Linked DNA regions of Oryctolagus cuniculus: region 2 is linked to region 1. The links are chromatin contacts, called in public Hi-C maps. All regions are on one chromosome and are shown on one strand. Each heading gives the region's core, a stretch centred on a gene start, on an enhancer-like site or on the middle of the called end of the contact. The rest is flanking DNA. Distances are from core to core; before and after follow the strand shown. Region 1 has its middle 14 kb from the start of CMKLR2. Region 2 holds the start of EEF1B2 (eukaryotic translation elongation factor 1 beta 2).

Evidence for each region. Hi-C and Micro-C count contacts between places; a contact is called where the count stands out from the background.
Region 2: a Hi-C map of skin fibroblasts shows a contact between it and region 1, with 2.5 times the contacts expected there. The contact joins the promoter of EEF1B2 here to the enhancer-like site in region 1. A contact is called at or near these places in 5 of 6 Hi-C or Micro-C datasets (ear pinna, embryonic fibroblasts, psoas muscle and 2 more).

Annotation. Positions count from the first base shown.
Region 1 is chr3:33,667,530-33,672,187 of mOryCun1.1, reverse strand. No RefSeq gene overlaps it. Among named protein-coding and RNA genes, the nearest start is that of CMKLR2, 14 kb to the left of the region's middle. Within about 2 kb of position 2,142, at least 1 of the 8 cell types and tissues checked has an H3K27ac peak or open chromatin away from gene starts, as enhancers often do.
Region 2 is chr3:33,742,071-33,746,928 of mOryCun1.1, reverse strand. It overlaps EEF1B2 (eukaryotic translation elongation factor 1 beta 2), which reads left to right and starts at 3,046. Exons shown (of 6, transcript NM_001082399.1): 1 at 3,046-3,179; 2 at 3,608-3,730; 3 at 4,343-4,469; 4 at 4,730-4,796. The coding sequence starts at 3,100. NDUFS1 (NADH:ubiquinone oxidoreductase core subunit S1) reads right to left here and starts at 2,728. Exons shown (of 19, transcript XM_002712574.5): 1 at 2,480-2,728. LOC127491908 (small nucleolar RNA SNORD51) reads left to right here and starts at 4,566; the gene lies at 4,566-4,644.

The DNA.
Region 1 (4,658 bases), core at 893-3,392:
GGGAGTAGACCAGGGGATAGAAGGTCTCTCTCTCTCTCTCTCTCTCTCTCTCTGCTTCTTCCTTTCTCTGCAGCTCTGCCTTTCAAATAAATAAAATAAACCTTTTTATTGTAAAACCATCTTAAAGGGCCTCTCTCTGGTATGGAAAGAGGAATTTTGGGCAGGAGTCAAGATAAATAATTACTGCAACCCATCAAATAGATTAAAAATCTATGAGTTCATAAAGAACTCAAGGGAAAAAACACATTGGTCACCAGCTGGACACTAGTGGGGCATCATTACTTATTTAGTCTCATTACTCCAAAAATAAGGAATTAAGCATTTTTTTCCTGTATTTTCTGTACACACTGCCTTATAAGATTCTCAAAGAGTTAATAAAGAAGTGTTGTTCTTAACACTAAAAGTCCAGCTAATAATTGTAGAAAAAATGATAGCATTAGAAAATCACTATTTTGTGACCCCTGAAGACATAATGGAGCTAGGCAATAATCTTCAGTGGGTGCTAAAGCAATTAGATTAAAGGTTGGCGGGGGAAGTTTACAATTGAGAAAATCGTCTTATTGCCTGAACCCATGGATCAATCTTAGCCTCACTGTAAGTGGGATGAACAGACATTCTGTGCCCCTTAATGTGATACAATAGAAAGGGCACAGCATCACCTGTGGCATATTCCTGCAGAAAATAAAATGAACCAAATCTAATCAAGTCTCCAAATGTAACTACCAATTTACAGGAAATGCAGAGGTAGAGGAGAAGTTAAATGACATTAGGAGACAGCAATGAGCCACGTTCAAAATGTGGAACATTGTGGAGATTTGTTGATTCTCCAACAAATCAATGATACGAGGATGAGAGGGGAGAGGAGCGACTATTATAAAATAAAAGAAATATAAGGGAGCAGAGATTTAACAGGTCATAACCAGATTAAAATGTGTAGATCTTGTTTGAATCCTGACTGCCTTTGAGGCAGTCGGGGAGATTTCAGTAAGTACCGGCTGTTAGATAAATAAAGGCTTCTGTTACTTTTGTCTGATGTGGTCACGGGAAGACAGTTACGTTTTCCAAAAAAGTTCTTGTTAGGTAGCAGTGATGCTGAAGTATTAACAGAGTCAATCATATGATATCTGGATTTAAAATATTCCAATGTCCAAATGCTAACCCGAAAGATTAAAAGGGGAGTAGAGCCATTAGAGCGATGTGTTTCAGAGATGACCAGTAGGGGGTAGAATGGGAAAGGAAGTCATTGGTGTCCTTAATAAGGGCAGCCAGATCGCATGATTTGAACATTAATTGGAGGGCAGTGAGAAGCACAGTGCTGACTTACTTCTACCAGGTGCTGACAGAAAGATGCTAGTAATAATAGCAAGTGGAGAAAGGTTGGTTTGCTGACTTTTTAATTTTTTTTTTTTTTTTGGAAATGGAAAGGTATTCTGTAGGTAAAGAAGGAAGATGCTTTTTCCTTTTTCTGATTTTTCAAAATTCAGTGTCTGACACATGTTCTGTCTTTTCCTCCGCCCCAGAGACAGGCAGTATTCCAAAGAGCGACTGTTCCTTTTCCCCTGGGTCCTGGAGTGAGAGTATCCAGCCAAGGTCTGATGGACGTGGAATGAGAGTGAGAATAAGTCTTGGTTGTATTAAGCAGCTCTCATGTTGGGATTGTTTGTGGTTGCAGCATAAGTTAGCCCATCTGATTTAGGGATACTTTTCAATGTAATGAAGTGTACAAGATGTTCATGGATCCTGATAGTAGCTTTCTGTCGTAAGACCTTAGGGATAACACTTTACCAGTGTGGTCCAGGGACAAGATAATGCCATCAGTGGGCAGCTGCATCTGTTCTCTCTGGTTGGACCACTGTGTTGTGTTTTACCTGCCCCTGCCTTCCCGGTCACAATGGATTTTAGTGGTAGTAGGTGACCCAGTACGTGAGCCCTGGAATCAGAGCAAGAAGGACTGGGGCTGTGGCCATTTCAGGATGAGATACTCCAAATTCTAGGAAGTCTCTAGAGACCTTGGTAAGCACTCAAGAGACGTCATTAAGAAATTAAGATGGTTGGAAACTTTGACCGAGTCCGGGCCGGCATCTCTGAGAAGCGAGTGTGGTGGAATATTAAGAACTCCTTCCCCATCTTCAGGCGGGATCTGGAATTGGTGGCCTGCCTTGGTGTGTTCATTCAGACACTGCAGTTACCTACTTAGCGGCTCTCCTCATTTCCCCTTGTGGAGCCCCACAGTGCAGGAGTATGATTAGTTTTCCCATGGCCTAAAATCCTAGCTAATGCTTCAAGAGGACCAGACTTTGTCTCAGAAAGATTTTCCAGCAGGCAGAAAAGCAGCTTTTTCTGGCTCATGGCAGGGTTGGTCTCCAGGAGTGCTGATGGCACTGCTGATACGTTGATGTACTTCAGGGAGGCAGCAATTAGCCACCTGCCCCGGGGGCTGATCCTGCCACCCTTCCAGCAGGGTGGGAATGGGGATCCCTGCTTCAAGGACTGAGACTGGTTCAACCCAGGATTCAGACTTGCTTGGGCATGATCTGGAAGACTGGTGTGTGTGTGTGAGAGAGAGAGAAAGAGAGAGAGGGGTAAAGGGATTTCTGCATTGGGAACCTCATAGAAATGAAATCGTCCTAAAGTACACAGAGTTGAAGGTCACAGGTTTGGTTTGAAGGCAGCAAGAGGGCAAAACCGAAGACAGTGTGGTCAAGGTCTGCTAGGCAGGCTGCTCAGGGATGCGTTCCTGAGTCCTGGGAGAAGGAGGAGAAGGAGCTGCAGGAAATATCAGAGAGAATGGCAGGGCTTGTTTCACTGTTACCCTCTGTAAGAGGACAGTGGGGGGGGGGCGGGGCAGCACTGTGATGTAGAGGCTAAAACCGCCGCCTGCAGCCCAGCACCCCATATGGGGGCCGGTTCAGGTCATGGCTGCTTCACTTCACTCCAGTCCAGCTCCCTGCTAGGGCACCTAGGAAAGTGTCAGAATATGGCCCAAGTCCTTGGGCCCCTGCATCCATGTGTGAGACCCAGAAGAAGTTCCTGGCTCCTGGTTTCAGACTGGCCCAGCTCCACCTGTTGTGGCTATTTGGGGAGTGAACCAGCAGATTGAAGATCTCTCTTTCTGTCTCTCTCTGTAACTCTGCTTTTCAAATAAATAAATCTTTTAAAGAGAGAGAGACAGAGAGAGAGAGAGAGAGAGAGAGAGAGAGACATGGGCTATAAGACAGCACTTTGAAATCTCATCTGAGAACACCCTGATTTTTTTTAAAATCTAGTGAGAACACTTTTTTATTTAAAAAAAAAAAAACTTATTTTATTTTATTTGAAAGGTAAAGAGATAGAGAGATAAAGAAATACTTAGAGAGCTTCCATCCACTCGTTCACTCCTCAAATGCCGGCAACAGCCAAGGCTGGGCCAGGATGAAACCAGGAGCCTGGAACTCTTTGTCTTCCTCTGTGGCTGACAGGACTCCAGTCCTTGAGCCATTACCTGCTGCTTTCCAGGGTGTACGTTAGCAGGAAGCTCAGTCAAAAGCAAAGCTGGACTCAAAGCAGCACTCCCATAAGGGATGCAGGTGTCTCAGCGCCATCTTAACCACTGCTCCACACTCCTGCCCCACACTTTGATCTTTCATGTCCCCCTTGCCGCTCCTGGTCGCCTCTAACTTTTGTTCCCTCCGCCCTCTCCACCACCTCCTCAGCCCTCTTGGAGTCCTTTCTCCTTCAGTGACTCAGATTTAGGACTCTGGCACTTTGTCAAGACTATTTTGCTGCCTTCTTTCAAAAACGCCCTCGCATAAGGTGTTTGTACGTGTGGCCAATTTGGCTGACTGTTTAGAACATAGAAATTATATTTCATTATCAGTGTTGCTCGGCATCCCCTGAAGAGTCTTTCTGCCTCTCCACAGACCAACCTGCCCACTCCGAGGTCACCTGCCACTCCAGCGATCATTCCTTATACACGGCCCCAGGTGCTTCACTTCCTAAGGGCTTTCTCAGATACCAGGGGGGCTTCCTCAGGCCCAGGACAGAGAGGTCAGTGTCCCAGTGCAGACCCTCAGCAGATGAGGGTCACAGAGAGGTAGACAATTCCCTAGCCTCCCAGTCGCACGACGGGCGGTTTCCTACCACATTATTTCAGTGCAGCTCCAGGGAGGGTCCCCAGCAGGACTGAGCCTTAGCGGCCCACAGCACTAATCCCTTCATTAACATAACCTATGGGGCTTTTGTCTTTTCCCTTTCTTGCATTTTACCCACCACCCTCCCACTTCTGTTTCCTGGCAACACCTCCCAAACAAACAGCCTTGGCCTGAGTCCCTTCACAAGGACTGCTTTTTTAGGGAAACCTGAACCAAGCCATCTAGGCCCTGTATTTCTTGGGTGGACAGCACTTTTAATTCTCTACCCTCTCTTACTTTTTTCTCCTGTAGCTGAAATCTCACCGCTCTCTGTGAAAACGATAAACCATCAACTCCACATCACACGGGTTCACTGTCTTGGAACTTGGAACTTTTCCTATGGTCTCCATCAGTGTCTGGAAGCAGTGGAGCAATTTCTTTGCCCCTTGATAGGAATTGTGAATCTAATATGGCCTCTTGGAAGGCAGATGTAACTGAAGTAAGGTTGCTTTACCATTTTTTTTTTAAATTTATTTATTTGAAAGTCAG
Region 2 (4,858 bases), core at 1,797-4,296, 74 kb before region 1:
TCACTTCTGATCCAGCTCTCTGCTATGGCCTGGGAAAGCAGTGGAAGATGGCCCCAGTGCTTAGGCCCCTGCCACCTATATGGGAAACATGGATGAAGCTGCTGGCTTCAGCCATTTAGGTAGTGAACCAATAGATGGAGGATCTCTCTGTCTCTTCCTCTTTTTTTTTTAAAAAAGATTTATTTATTTATTTATGTGAAAGAGTTACAGAGAGAAGGAGAGGCAGACAGAGAGAGAGAGAGAGAGAAAGGTCTTCCATCCGCTGGTTCATTCCCCAGTTGGCTGCAATAGCCAAAGCTGCGCTGATCCAAAGCCAGGAGCCAGGAGCCAGGAGCTTCCTCCTGGTCTCCCATGCGGGTGCAGGGGCCCAAGGACTTGGGCCATAGCAGAGAGCTGGATCAGAAGTGGAGCAGCCGGAACTTTTTTTTTTTTTAAGATTTATTTATTTATTTGAAAGTCAGTTACACAGAGAGAAGAGAGGCAGAGAGAGAGGTCTTCCATCTGATGGTTCACTCCCCAATTGGTCGCAACGGCTGGAGCTGCACTGATCCAAAGCCAGGAGCCAGGAGCTTCCTCCAGGTCTCCCACATGGTGCAGGGGCCCAGCCAGGACTTAGGCCATCCTCTACTGCCTTCCCAGGCCACAGCAGAGAGCCGGATCAGAAGAGGAGCAGCCAGGACTAGAACCGGCGCCCATATGGGATGCCAGCACTTCAGGCCAGGGCGTTAATCCGCTGTGCCAAATTGCCAGCCCCGAGCAGCCGGAACTTGAACTGGCGCACATATGGGATGCTGGCACTGCAGGTGGTGGCTTTACCCACTATGCCACAGCACTGGCTCCTCCCTCTAACTCTTTCAAATAAAGAAAGAAATCTTAAAAAAAAAAACTATTGATGATACAAAGGCAAAACTCAATTTGTTTAATCAGCACTAACAGATTCAAAATCAACAATCAGTATTTCACAATACATTTGAAAACCTTTAATACTATCATAAACATACAACATTAAAAGTAGGTGCCCATTTTAGATACATAGGAAATAACCAGAAACAGGCTGTTTGTTGAACATCCAGAAGCAAATGGAATACTACTGAGCCCAACATAAGAACAGACATACCACACTTGATATGTGCTTTTAATGTATTTATCTGGGGTGGGCATTCAGCCTTGCAGTTAAGATGCCAGTTACAACACTGTAGTCCCACACTGGAGTTCCTAAGGTTCAATACCCAGTTCTGTCTTCTGAGTCCAACTTCCTGCTAATGCACACCCTGAGAGGTAGCAGTGATGGCTCCCGCTGGGTCCCCTCAATCTAGGGAGGCCTAGATTGAGCTTCTTCCTGAAGGCTTCGTTCCCCAGCCCAGTCCCTGCTACCCCGGCCATTTGGGGAGTGAACCAGCAGATGGGACCTCTCTCTTCCACAATGTCCCCACAGCCCAACCTTCTTCCTACTGGCTGTGGCCTCAGACTGACATATTCTTCCCTTGGATTTTTCTGGAACCTCCTCATCCTTCTAATCTTGGCTTAACAGCTTCCTCCCAGTCCCGAGGCTCTCCTACACCAGCCTATCTAAAGTTTTTTTGACAGCTTCCTAGTCAGTCACCCACCTTAGTCTTCTTTATGGACTCATTTCTGACTTCACAGTACAGGTTCAATAACCAGTGAATCTCCAATCTCTGGCCATAATTCATAAAGAGATCACTTTCCTGGAAGTAAGAAGTGCAGGTTCTCTGCCACCCTTACAACTCTACTTAACGACAACTCGGTTTAAAAACAGAATTTTGCACAAAAAGAAAACCTGATGTTAACAACTCACGTTGTTTGCTATACTCTGAACTTGGGTGTCTGCAGAGTAGGGTCTGACCCATGACCTTACAGTACATGCATCAGATCTGATCCCCGAAACTGGCGAGCAACACAGCCGTGTCATTCGCGGTACGACCGTGAGCTACCTTTAAAAGTCCTCCCGCTGAGTTTCCCCACCAGTGAAAGGGATAAAAAGTGCTACCCAAGGTGGTCAATTGAACAACAACAAAAAAGCAAAGATCAGAGGCATGACGGCTGCGAAATCAACGGCGACTAAGCAATGATGCACTGTCCCAGGTACGGTATGTGGAAATTCGGGGGGAAGTTCTCATCTTAGGCTTTAGGTCTTAGTCACCTGACACAGCTCCTCCCACCGGGGACAAAACGGCCTTCTCCTACGAAGGGAACGATCCGCTTTTGCCTGCAGGGAGAAGCTGGCCCACAGCCTGCATTCGGACCCTCTACCTCCCCTCTGCTCCTTCAGGGCAGAGATCATCACTAACAGCCTTCACCTGCCGGCTCGCGGGGACTCCCGGGCCGGGCAGGAGGGAGGCGGTGCCCAGTCAAGGACAAGAGGAGAATGAGTGTCCCGGGCCATGTGAAACAGTCCTCCTGCCAAAAAATAAACCCCTGGCTGAGAAACCTCAGCCCTCCGACCCAAATACAACCTCACCTTCTCCCCGGAGCTGCCGAGGCTGCGCTGTTACCTGTCCGGACCACTCCGACCCTCTCAGAAGCCGGGTCGCCTATTCAATATGGCGGTCTCGGCTAACTCCGTCAACCGGGCCCGGGCTACGGAAACCCAGGAGGGACCAGAAACCCCACATTCGACAATTTTCCGCTTAGGCCCGACAGAGGGCGGGACGGAGGTCGCAGCAGCAGGACGGAACGACTGGGGTCCGCAGTTCCGCCGGAAGTGGCCGGAAACCCGGGAACCGAGCGCCTTCGGTCATCTCCGGAGCTCCAAGGGGCGGTTCCCGCGATCTTTGGGCGTCGTGGAGGTACGAATTTGAGAAATGACTCGCTTTTTAAATTTATTTCGCTATACGAAGACAATACGGACAATTTGTGTGCCACTTAATTCTGAATCTTCAATTTTTTACGTAGAGGAAGGAGAAGACTAACCTACTTTGACCTTTAACCTTCGGCCGCGTGCGGCGGAGGGAAACGCCTCCGTCTCTATATAAGGAGTTTTCCGGCGTACTCGGGCCCTTTTTTTCTCTCTTAGAGCCGGGCGCCGTAGCCTGCGCTCTTTTGCTCCGCTGCCCTCAGCTCCCGGCTACAGCTGACGCCATGGGTTTCGGAGACCTGAAAAGCCCCGCCGGCCTCCAGGTGCTCAACGATTACCTGGCGGACAAGAGCTACATCGAGGGGTGAGCGGACGGGCCGGGACCGGCCGGCTGAGGAGCTTCCCGGGCCCGGGCCGGCCGGGGCCACGTGGCCCAGCCTCCATCGGAGGACGGGCCCGGGGCTGAGGTGGAAAGCGCCGCTTTTCCGTCTCCGGTGGCTGGTGGGGCAGGGGGCTGCGAGGGGACAAGGGTACCGCTTCGATTCGCCCCTGGTTTTTCCGCGGCTTTGCCCTGGTAACGGATGCAGGTGGAGCTGTGTTGGGTTTGCAGGGTTGGAGGTCCGTAAGTGACAGGCACGGCCCAGGAGAAGGGGAGCTAAAGGACTAAAGAAGCTTAGGTAGCCCGGTGATCCGTGGACGTGTTCCCGCTGGTGGATTTGGCGGGTGTGGCGTCTGCGGTGGTTTGTTGGTGGTTGCGTCTTTTAAAACGCGTCGGTTTTGCGTCCTCGGCAGGTATGTGCCGTCCCAGGCAGATGTGGCAGTGTTCGAAGCCGTCTCCGGCCCGCCGCCTGCCGACTTGTGTCATGCCCTACGCTGGTATAATCACATCAAGTCCTACGAGAAGGAGAAGGCCAGGTAAAGCAACCTTTGTTTTATATCTGTTTGGAGAATGAGACCGCTTTGTAAGTTTGATCGGGATTTTCACATTTGGGCCCGGCTGCGCCACTTCTGTTGGGCTATTGTAAGCTAAATTGCTTTGTGACCTTAGAAGGCCAGGAGACTGAAGCCCTCCACTTAGAAGATGGACAACAGCAGTGCAGCATTCCCCACCCCACCCCCCGCCCCGTCAGTGTGCTTCGACCCTGCCCTGGGAGGTGGGGGAAGGTGCCTCTGGGGTGAGAGGGTGGCCATTCTTCTGAAAGGGTCAGCAAGGGTGGAAGTTTGGGGAAGTGGACTCAAGTTTACTAAGAATGCAACTGAGCAAGCTTAACGAAATCTTGAACAGAAATATTCATACTGAAAGAGTAAATCATAGTGTTGAATATAATGTTTTACATGGTACTAATGTTTGCTGGCTGAGTTAAACATAGAAAAGTTAACTTTACTTGGGAGTCTCAAAAGGATAACTTGTTAATCCAAAAGGGACCTAGTGATTAGTAGTCCTGAAAACACAGATTGTCGGGGGGGGGGGGGGGGATGTTAAACCAACCTAATAGTGGGTGATTTTTTTTTTTCTTTTTTTTAAAGCCTGCCAGGAATAAAAAAAGCTTTGGGCAGGTATGGCCCTGCAGATGTGGAAGACACCACAGGAAGTGGAGCCACAGATAGTAAAGATGACGATGACATTGACCTCTTTGGATCTGATGATGAGGAGGTATGGCATGTCATTGTGCATAAACACAGGCTGTGGAGCCATAGTGCCTGGACTTGATGCCTGGCTTCTCTACAACCTGCCTTTAAAAAATTCTCACCAGTTACATGATGACTAAAATCACATCACCATCTTTCGGCTGAGTTCGTGATGGATTTGCTTTTTTCTGATAAAACTGGGTTTTTGTTGTGTGATGACTGACCCTGTTAACTTTATACAAAGAAGCAGTCAGCTTTGTGAAACATTGAAATTTTTCTTTACAGGAAAGTGAAGAGGCAAAGAGGTTAAGGGAAGAACGACTTGCACAGTATGAGTCAAAGAAAGCCAAAAGTAAGCTACTTTATAATTACTGTTTATTTTATTTCATGATTGGGTAAACTGCTTGGCCCCAA